Linked DNA regions of Callithrix jacchus: region 1 is linked to region 2. Evidence: chromatin contacts called from public Hi-C data. All regions are on one chromosome and are shown on one strand. The core of a region is the stretch at or near the end of the contact, and the rest is flanking DNA. Distances in the headings are between cores, read along the strand shown. Region 1 overlaps KIAA1217 (KIAA1217 ortholog). Region 2 overlaps KIAA1217 (KIAA1217 ortholog).

Region 1 (5,053 bases), core at 1,709-4,208, 130 kb after region 2:
AAATGGAAAGCCTATATTTCATCTCAATAAATTAAAACTAATGGCCAAAATAACACAGCACTAAAATTATCTTCCTGTTAATCAACTGTAGTTAAAATCGCAAAAGAAGAATGTAAATGTAAAGTGTATCTGGCCCAGAATGAAAGATGCTTCCTCGGCTGTTACAAATGCTATTTAAGGTTCTTATTGAAAGCATCTATCCAGTCCTATTATTGAAACGAGCAGAGCTTTATAACTGCCCCCCCCCCCCGTCACCAGGCAGCCACATCTTTGATGGTAACTGTATGTTCTGTGATGCAATGAAGATTTATCATAGAACCATCTCACCTTTTAGTATAATGAAGATTTATCATAGAACCATCTCACCTTTTAGTATAACGAATAGCAATTTTGAGGGCTTTCTCCAGTGTTGATGATTCTCTTGTTTCTTGGAAAACTTAAATCTCTCAAATTGGGATTATAAGGGAGCAGTTTGTGAACTCTTCTCATGGCCATAATGAGCGTTGTCTTCTGTCACCTCTCCCATTGGAGCTGTGGCTCATATCGTCCTGGATGCCAACACAATGTGTTTGATTAAAATTAGAGTGTCCCTCTCAGTAGTCTGGAGGGATAAAAACATCAATTTGAGTTATTCTTTTCCTAATAAATTAAATTAGGCCGCTGTTCATCCCAATCTCAAAATAGCTTCCAAAATTTGACTTAGTTCACACATTTATAGACAGAGCTAATCACCCACCATGAGTGGGTAAGGCTGTTATTTGTCTGAAATGTTTTTGTGACAGCCCAATTATCTAAAACTAGGTCTCCAGATTCTTCTTTAAAACTTCTTTAAAATACATATCCTGGCCGGGCACAGTGGCTCACACCTGTAATCCCAGCACTTTGGGAGGCCGAGGTAGGTGGATCACCTGAGGTCAGGAGTTTGAGACTAGCCTGGCCAACATGGTGAAACCCTGTCTCTTTTAAAAATACAAAAAAGATTAGCCGGCCATGGTGATGTGTGCCTGTAATCTTTAAAACACCTTTTGAAATATATATCCTTTTGGCTAGGTGCAGTGGCTCATGCCTGTAACCCCAGCACTTTGGGAGGCTGTCAGGGGAAGGATCACTTGAGCCCAGGAATTCAAGACCAGCCTGGGCAATATAGAAACCTAGGGAGACCTCATGTCTACAAAATAAAAATTAAGAATAAAAATAAACCCTAGCCAGGCATGGTGGCACACACCTGTGGTCCCAGCTACTCAGGAGGCTGAGGTAGGAGGATGGCTTCAGCCTGACAGATGAAGGCTGCATGATTGCACCACTGCACCTCAGCCTGGGTCACAGAGCAAAACCCTGCCTCAAAAAAAGTTAAACACATCTATGTACACACATATCCTTTTAATAATAGTAGTGTAAATTTCATTCTATGATATAAAGTAGGTTAACTGATTGGATGGATAGGTCTGAATGGCAAGAGAGCAGTTTATAAAAGACAGCTGGAAATAGCTAGAAGAGAAGAACTAGAATGTTTCCAGCATGAAGAAAAGACAAATATTTAAGGTGACAGATAGCCCAAGTACACTGATTTGATCTGTACAAATTACATGTACTAAATTATCACAAGTACCCCAAAATTCACATCTGTTGTGTATTGATATTTAAAAAGAGCTTATTTTTAAAAAGCCAGAAATTTCAACTCTGAAATATCAGAACAGCAATATCTCTCTTTCCTTCCCCTCTCCCTCGTTCTCCTTTTCCTCCTTCTCCTCCTTCTTCTTCTTCCAGGCCCTAGAATATAAATCTTCTTGTGGAGCATGTTAGGTTGAATTACTGGGAGCCATTCAGAAGACAGAGAGATAATATTTGGGTCTAAAACTATGAAGAGATGAGGGCTGAGATTATAGGCATGGTGGTTCACGCCTATAATCTCAATATTTTGGGAGGCTGAGGTGGGTGGATCACTTGAGGTCAGAAGTTCGAGACCAGCCTGGCCAACATGGCAAAACCCCATCTCTACGGAAAATACAAAAATTGGCCAGGCATGGTGGTGGGTACCTATAATCCCAACTATTCAGGAGGCTGAGGCAAGAGAATCACTTGATCCAGAGAGATGGAGGTTGCAGTGAGCTAAGATCAGGCCACTGCACTCCAGCCTGGGTGACAGAGAGAGACTCTGTCTGCAAAAAATAAAACTATGAAAAGAAATTGGGTCTAGATAATTTCTACATGAAAATAATAATTGGTCTTCTAATAATAGTCAGGAAATATATTCCAACAAACTATGTTCTGCTTTTTAAAAAGCTAGGATGAAAAGCAATTTAAACAAATAGAATGCTATAAACTCTCATCTGTGACTATTTGACATTCTGTGGTGTGTAGTTGATATTTCAAAAGTCTTACTGATCACCATGTTAAAAATGTATTTCCAGCATTCATTTTAGCCCCATGTCTCTTTTAATGTTTGAATTAACAAATTTGATTTGTAGTGTTTTATCTAAGGTAAGTATCACAAACATTTGCATAGAGGTGGCATGGTTGTATACAGTCATGTCAGTATACATTTCTGTACATTCCATAAAGCTGTGACATTTAAGAGTCTCTGTGTGCAGGGTTATGAAGCCCAAGAAGCATATTGTGTAGAAGAGATGACAGCAGAATTCTAGGTAGACTGACTCTGAGTCAGATGACAGCTTCTTGAAGTATTAATTACACACTGACAGACATGCTGGTTGTTAACGGAACCAGGATAATATTTGGATCTTAGCTCTTCCAGCAAAGCTTTGCAAGACTGGACACTGTGTCGGGTCAATGCAGGGAAGTCATTCTGTTTGGTCATGCAATGGAAAAGAACTTTTCCACGTGATGTTACCATATTCAGAGCCCTTCCATGGGGTAGCACAATCTCTTCATGTCAAGAATGCATTAGCTGTAGGAAGTTTCCCATGGGTGGGCTCACAGGACATTGGACCCCTTTCCATAGTTCACACACGTGGACAGTGGGCAGATGAGGCTTTCCCCCTCTGGTCCTGAAGTAGCATCATTTCATCTGAAATGGCCACAAGCAATTTTGGTTGATTTTTCATAGCAGAACGAAAGGCAACACCAAAAACTCCATCCCACTTCTTGCAAGGGAGGAATTTGTCATCTTCCCTCGGATCCTGTTGAACACATGTGGCATCCTGCCTGAACCCCTCCCGCAGCTGCCATGCGATCCTGAGCTCCATCCACTTGCCCACCTAAGTGAAAGGGGCCTTTGAGGGCCATCTGTTTGCAGATGACACCATGCGTTTCTTTTTCTCTTGCTGTTTCTGGCTGCGCACTCTGGGCTCCAGGAGGTGGAATCGCTGTTCAGCTACTGCCCCCTAGTGGTTTGCATTTCCGAAAGTTCTTTTTTTTTTTTTTTTTTTTTTTTTTTCTTTTTTTTTTGAGACGGAGTTTTGCTCTTGTTACCCAGGCTGGAGTGCAATGGCGCGATCTCGGCTCACCGCAACCTCCGCCTCCTGGGTTCAGGCAATTCTCCTGCCTCAGCCTCCTGAATAGCTAGGATTACAGGCACGGGCCACCATGCCCAGCTAATTTTTGTATCTTTAGTAGAGACGGGATTTCACCATGTTGACCAGGATGGTCTCGATCTCTTAACCTCATGATCCACCCGCCTCGGCCTCCCAAAGTGCTGAGATTACAGGCTTGGGCCACCGCACCCGGCCTTGAAAGTTCTTTTTCCTTGTTTCCTTGAGAGATTTTCTCTTCGTAGATTTATAGGTGTTTAGGATGGGGTTAATAATGCACCCAAGGAGATGGTTGTTTTCTCAAGGGTGAGACCTCGAGCTCTTCTCTTAGAGCTAGCATCCCCCTCTATCCACAGACACTACATCTGTCGTCATTTTTATTTTCTGCAGTCATTCTTCTCTTGGAAGCTTGGAGAAGAAAGTTCGTCCTTGTTGATGGGACAGTCAGTGTAAACCAGAGGTTCTCATTCAGGGGCAGCTTTGCTCCCCATTCCCCAGGGACACTGGACAGTGTCTGGGTCTGGAAACATTCTGGTTTGTCACAAGCTGGGGTTGGTAAAGTTGCTACTGGCATCTAGTTGATGAAAGCCAAAGGTGCTGCTAAAGATCCCACCATGCACAGGTTTCCCACACCCCAACAAAGAACTACGCGGCCCCAAAATGTCAAATGCCAAAGTCGAGAAGCCTGATATTAACTAATATGGGCTGCTCATTTTGCTGCACCGCAGGTCGGTCTATTTCTCTCTCTCTCTCTCTCTCTCTCTCTCTCTCTCTCTCTCTCTCTCTCTCTCCCCCCCCCTTCCTCCCTCCCTCCCTCCCCCTCCCCTTTTTCCCCCACCCCACCTATCCATCCACTGAATATAAAGACTGAGTCCTCTGTTAGCCAGGCACAATCATCCCTTGGGCCAATGTAGAAGATTCCCTGGAAAACCCTCCTTGTACCTGCCCCACACCACTGCAAAATGTTCCAAGCCACTGTGCCAAGATGAGCACCTGCCCCTCCATGTGAAAGGCAGGGGAGGGGCTGGGGCACTGTACAGAATCAGAGGCTGAGATGGGCACTTGGCCCCTGCACTTCCCCTGTGAGGCCTCATGTTCACCTTTACGTGCTGGTGTCCTTTCTCCCGCAGTGAGTTGGAAGAATTTGTTGAAGACTTGAAGAAGGACTCCACATCAGCCAGCCGAGCAGTTACTCTGAAAGACGTGGAAGATGGGGCTTTCCTCCTGCGTCAAGTGGGAGAGGCTGTAGCTACCCTGAAAGGTAAGCTTTCTGCTAGGGGTGAGGAGTCTGAACTTCCTTTCCTGGGGTGTTTAAAAGTGTGTCACATAAAGAAGGATTCATTCATGTAACTATTTACTAAACACCTTCGCATGCCAGGTACTGTTCTGGGTACTTGGGATAACTCACAGCACAAAGTAGGCAAACATCTCCATCTTCTTAGAGCTGATAAGATAGTGGGTGTTATAAGATTTCACACAAAATGATTCTCGTAACAGTTTCTATTTGCGAGGCTCTTGCACGGGTTGCACGGTTGCGAGGCTCTTGCACGGGTTGCACATGC
Region 2 (5,425 bases), core at 266-2,765:
TTTTTATGCTTTTTCCATATACCATTCCCTGTTTTTGTATGAAATTTCACTTTCTATCTTGCTTTACTTTTTTAATTTCTTTTTTTTTTTGGCCCTTTAATGAAATGGACAAGTCATGAGGATTTAGACCTCTGTGTCAACTGGGCAGATATTGCTTATGCTTCACTGCCATGTTAAGGTTCTGATTTGGGTACTTGTGTTTGTAGACAGATGGGCTTGGGGCTAAGAGGGGACAGGAGAAGGGTCAACATGCAAAAGCCTTCAGAGTCTGGCACGTGCAAGAGACAGCTGAACTCTGCCATGTAAAACTGAGCAAATGTCTTATTGAAAGAAGAAAGAAGATAGCTGCGAGAGAAGGGACCTGATTCTATTTCCTTCGCTGCAGATGATGACCCACACAGACTGGATTCAGACATTGTCCTAGCTGTCCTAAACAGAAACCACAACTTTCTTATTATTTGTGTTATCAATGTTAATAGCTAACATTACATTTTGTATACTTGACCTTAGGTTAGTAATCTAGAATCCTCATTTTATAAATGAGAGAAGATCACAGACAATGTGCTTTTTGTTGATGTGGTGTGGTTGCTTGTTCGAGCTCACACAGTTAATTAAATGGCAGCAGTGGGAAGTCCAGGGCTCCACTTCCCATTAACATCATCTTACTAATGAAGGCACAAGGACACGCAGGGAAGGGACACACCAAGGAGCACTGTGGGCCAAGGTAGCGTCAAGATGACACAGCCTTCCACACCATCACCAGGCTGGGGCTTTCTATCTGGATTCAAGAAATTTGTGGTTTCTTTTCTTTTTGAGACAGAGTTTTGCTCTGTCACCCAGGCTGGAGTGTAGTGGCGTGATCACGACTTATGACAGCCTCGACTTCCCAGGTTCAAGGGATCCTCCCACCTCAGCCTTCCGAGTAGGATGGGATTACAAACATGTACCCCAATGCCTAGCTAATTTTTTACTTTTTGTAGAGATGGTTCTCACTATGTTGCCCAGGCCGGTCTGGAACTCCTGGACTCAAGTAATCCTCCCACCTTGACCTCACAAAATGCTGGGATTATAGGTGTGAGCCAGCATGCCTGGCCTGAAACTTGTGTTTTCTTAACTCCACTCACACTGAGTCAGGAGCCAGACAAGGAGTGGGATTTCTCCTTTGTGCTTTGGAGGAAATGAGTGAAGCTCCGGTCTCTGTAAAGATAACCTCTGCCCTGCAAACCAAAACAAAGATAAGAATAAATGCCTACCCGCCTTTCCCCATACCTGGGGAACTTTGATTCTGTTGGATAATGGATCTTTTGTCTTAAAGGCAGGAATTTCCTTTGCAGCCAAGAACAGTTGGCAGTGCAGGTTGAGACTTGCTGGGTTCAGGAACCAAGCCTTGGGGCAGAGAGGCTGCAGGAACTGGGGCCGGCTTGCCTGAAGAATGGCTGAGGGTGGCAGTGTTTTCGCATGGGGGAGGCCGTCTTCTGCAAATTGCCCCCGTTTTCCTCGGCATCCTTCTCTGTAGAGTGCCGGTGTGCTGTCACAGCAGGCTGAGAAATGCATCTCACCTGTTTATTCTGCCCTCCCTGTGAGGGGCTTTTGGGCTTGTAATTTTTCACTACTCCTGGATAGAAACAAAGGAACACGGTAAGAGGAGAGGAGAGAAATGAGAAGTTTCTTGCCAAAGTGAAGGGAAGCTCTGGTTCCAGAAAATGAGGCTGGCCCTGGGCCAGCTGGGCTGATGTTGCCCTTGACCGCCCCTTTGTGGCCGACTGGGGAATGTCCCTCCAGCCGCACCTGGCCCTGATGGCGTAATCCAGTTGAGCCTGGATGGGAAATAAAGAGGAAAATGTGAGTCACAGCAAGTGCAGATACAGTCTCCCTCCCAACGGCCTTGCTCAGCATTAGTCTTTGGGAAATTCCCGCCTGCCTGGCCTTATTTAACACACAAACGCACTGGCTCCTGGGATAAACAGTGTTCCCCAGAGAGCCCCGGCCATGTGCTGGGGTGTCTCCCAGCACCTGGGTGGCCCAGAAGCACAGCTGCAACTCCATGGGACCTCAGAGATGCAGACTGGATGCTTTGAGCTGTGACCCCCCTGAAAACTTGCTGTTGATGCCATCTGGAAGCCCTGGATGTCTTTTGGGATCTGTACATTGTCACTGTATCTCAGTCCACAGCGTTTAAGTTCTCCCGTGAAGTCGTGTTGATCTTGCCTTTATTTAAAATGTTGATGGTTCGTTCATCATGGGGTTTTTTAAATTTTTTTTTTTTTTTTTTTTTGAGACGGAGTGTCGCTCTTGTTACCCAGGCTGCAGGGCAATGGCGCGATCTCGGCTCACCACAACCTTCCACCTCCTGGGTTCAGGCAATTCTCCTGCCCCAGCCTCCTGAGTAGCTGGGATTACAGGCACACGCCACCATGCCCAGCTAATTTTCTGTATTTTTAGTAGAGATAGGGTTTTAGCATGTTGACCAGGATGGTCTCGATCTCTTGACCTCATGATCCACCCGTCTCAGCCTCCCAAAGTGCTGGGATTACAGGCGTAAGCCACCACGCCCGGCCTCATTTTATTTCTTAAGAGCAAGTTTTTAGGTTTGTAACAAGATTGAGCAGAAAGTACAGACAGTTCGCACACACCTTGGCCTCCAGGCATGCACAGCCTCCTCCATGATCAGCATCCCCCACTAGAGTGGTACATGTGTTACCATCAATGAAATGAGACCGACATATTGATATTACCCAGAGTCCATAGTTTACACTGGGGTTCACCCTTGGTGTTGTACATTCTATGGATTTGGACAAAGGTCAGGATGTGTAGCCACCGTTATGGTATTATACAGAATGGTTTCACTTGCCCTAAAAATCCTCCATGCTCCGCTTGTTCATCTCTTCCTCCTGGCTGACCACTCGCCAGCCACTCATCTTTTCACTGTCTCCATAGTTTTGCCTTTTACAGAATGTCTTATAGTTGGAATCCCACAGCATGTAGCCTTTTCAGATTGACTTCTTTCACTTAACAATATGCATTTACATTTTCTCCTTATCTTTTTATGGTTGGATAGCTCATTTCTTTTTCACACCTCAATTATCTGAGGGTTTTATTGCATTCTCTTGTATTGTGTTTTGAGACAGGGTCTCCTTCTGTCACCCAGGCTGGAGCACAGCGGTGCAGTCACAACTCACTGCAGCCGCAATTTCAAGCATAGGTGATTCTCCCACCTCAGCTTCCTGAATAGCTGGGACTACAGACATGCACCACCATGCCTGGCTAATTTTTTGTACCTACGGGGTTTGGTCTTATGCCCAGGTTAGTTTCAAACTCCTGGGCTCAAGCAGTCTGCCCACCTCAGCCTCCCAAAGTGCTGGGATTACAGGTGCGAGCTACCACACCCAGACTGAATAATATTCTATAGTCCGGATTTACTACAGTTTATTTGTCTGTTCACCTTCTGAAGGATATTGTAGTTGCTTCCAAGTCTTGGCAGTTATAAATAATGCTCTGTAAACATTCACATACAGGTAGTTGTGTGAACATACGTTGCAGCTCCTCTGGGTAGATACCAAGGAACATGATTGCTGGATTACATGGGAAGTCTCTGTTTTGTTTTGTCATGGATTATTGCATTAATTTTGATTTTTTTTTTAATATTGCACAAAAACTTTATCATGATCACTGAGCTTTTGGGAGACCCTCAAATTTTGCACTGAAAGTATGTGCCTTGCTGACCTCACCCCAGTGCCAGCCCCTCATGTCATTCCAGGAGTGTTAGATACTGTTACTGCCGGCCCCCAACCACAGAGCCTGGAGTAAGGAGAGTGAGGAAAGCCCAGTTCCCCCGGCCTGTACTCTACATGGTGCCACCATTTGTCAGTGGAGTCCTTCCCCAGCTCAGGCAGCACAGAAAGGTGAGGCCTGGACACCTTGAGGGTGGAGCCAGGACAAGATGGAATCCTCACACCACTCCGGCTCCTGAGGTGAGAGGAAATCTTCCCTCACTTCAGGCTGCCTGTGCCTGGAGATAAACCTGCCTGCCTCTTAGTTTCTCCACTCGAATAATTCCTCATTTCTATTGTTTCAGTGTATTTGGAAGCTGGGAGAAATGCAGGAAGGCTGAGCATGGTGCATTTCACAGATGCAGTTAGCAGACAGGCAAGAGAGAGAATGGGGAACAGTAGATGTGTTTTGGACCATCTTACACGTCATTGGAGTCTGTGTGATGGTCTCCCTTGGGTGCTGTGCTGGATGCAAGGCATCTACTTCTCATTTGGGAGAAGCATTTTGACTTCAGGCAGAGCCAATGCCAGCAACACCTGAATCCTTTCTGAGGCTGAGAGCCTAGGGATTTACAAAGCAGAAAGGTAAAGAAGGAATTGATGGATTGAGCAGCGCTGACTTATCCCATCACCAGATTCCAACAACGGATGTGTCTAAATCTTTACTGCCCCAGAATGGTGCTTTCCCTGGCCTTTCCTCTCATCCAGAGCCCCACTGCAATTCTTTTCAGTGGAATTGATGCCCCTTCTCCTTTATTCTTTCTTCAGTGAAAATGGAGCAGACCAGGAGAAAGGAAGCCTAAAAAAGTAAAGTGAAAACCGCCTTCCAGTAGAATTTGGTTGTAGAATAATTTCCATGAAAAATTGTCCTGCTGATATTGGGTCTGGAGTCTTAATGATGGAGTAGTTTCTTTTTAATCATGGTGCTGTCTTAGAAATGATCTGGCATGTGACCGTGGGCGGGGGCTGGTGTCTGGCCGCTGCGTAGTCGGCCTTTGGGGAAAGGGTAGCCACAAGACGTTCCCACTCTTCTGTGAGCCCTCAGGAATTTGAAAATAAAACTCATGTGAAAACAGGAACAACAGCAGCAACTTCTTGATGCAGACAGATTCCTTTGTTGACCGTAATCTGAATGCATAGCTTTAGAAAAGAGACCTCACTGACCAGCCCAGCAGCCAGCGGTGTTCCCATTTCTGTAACAAACTGCCTCTTAAACACTCAGACTTAAAAAGCAAAAACGACCTTAAATGGCCTAGGAGGATTTTAAACTGGTTAGGGGGAAGGTTCCCCAGAGGGGGTGAATTATTGAGTATTAATGTGGCTGTTCTTTTATTTCAACTTGATTAACTTGGATGCTTATCATCCATTTCCTATAGGGATTTAAGGAAAAGAAGGCTCATAATTGCCAGAATCTTCCATCCTGTGTACATGCGAGGCTGAGTAGGAGGTCAGGGCAAAGGAATTGAGGAATTGTCTATTTCTAAAGATGAAAACAAAGAGGGGGCAATGACTGTAAGACTAATGTGAGACTGTCTGAATGTGAACAGTTATTTCTTCAATATTCAAAAATCTATATTTTATTTATTTAGAGACAGGGTCTTGCTCTGTTGCCCAGGCTGGAGTACAGTGGCACAAACATAGTTTACTATAGCCTT

Evidence for each region. Hi-C and Micro-C count contacts between places; a contact is called where the count stands out from the background.
Region 1: a Hi-C map of skeletal muscle shows a contact between it and region 2, with 2.9 times the contacts expected there. The contact joins two enhancer-like sites. A contact is called at or near these places in 2 of 3 Hi-C or Micro-C datasets (both in skeletal muscle).

Annotation. Positions count from the first base shown.
Region 1 is chr7:24,916,638-24,921,690 of calJac240_pri, forward strand. KIAA1217 (KIAA1217 ortholog) reads left to right here. Exons shown (of 24, transcript XM_009000044.5): 14 at 4,622-4,752. LOC118143166 (a long non-coding RNA gene) reads right to left here. Exons shown (of 4, transcript XR_008482491.2): 3 at 367-548. Among named protein-coding and RNA genes, the nearest start is that of ARHGAP21, 200 kb to the right of the region's middle. Within about 2 kb of position 2,959, at least 1 of the 16 cell types and tissues checked has an H3K27ac peak or open chromatin away from gene starts, as enhancers often do. A contact at or near this core is called in skeletal muscle, where this site is marked.
Region 2 is chr7:24,786,491-24,791,915 of calJac240_pri, forward strand. All of the region lies in intron 7 of KIAA1217 (KIAA1217 ortholog), which reads left to right. Among named protein-coding and RNA genes, the nearest start is that of ARHGAP21, 330 kb to the right of the region's middle. Within about 2 kb of position 1,516, at least 5 of the 16 cell types and tissues checked have an H3K27ac peak or open chromatin away from gene starts, as enhancers often do. A contact at or near this core is called in skeletal muscle, where this site is marked.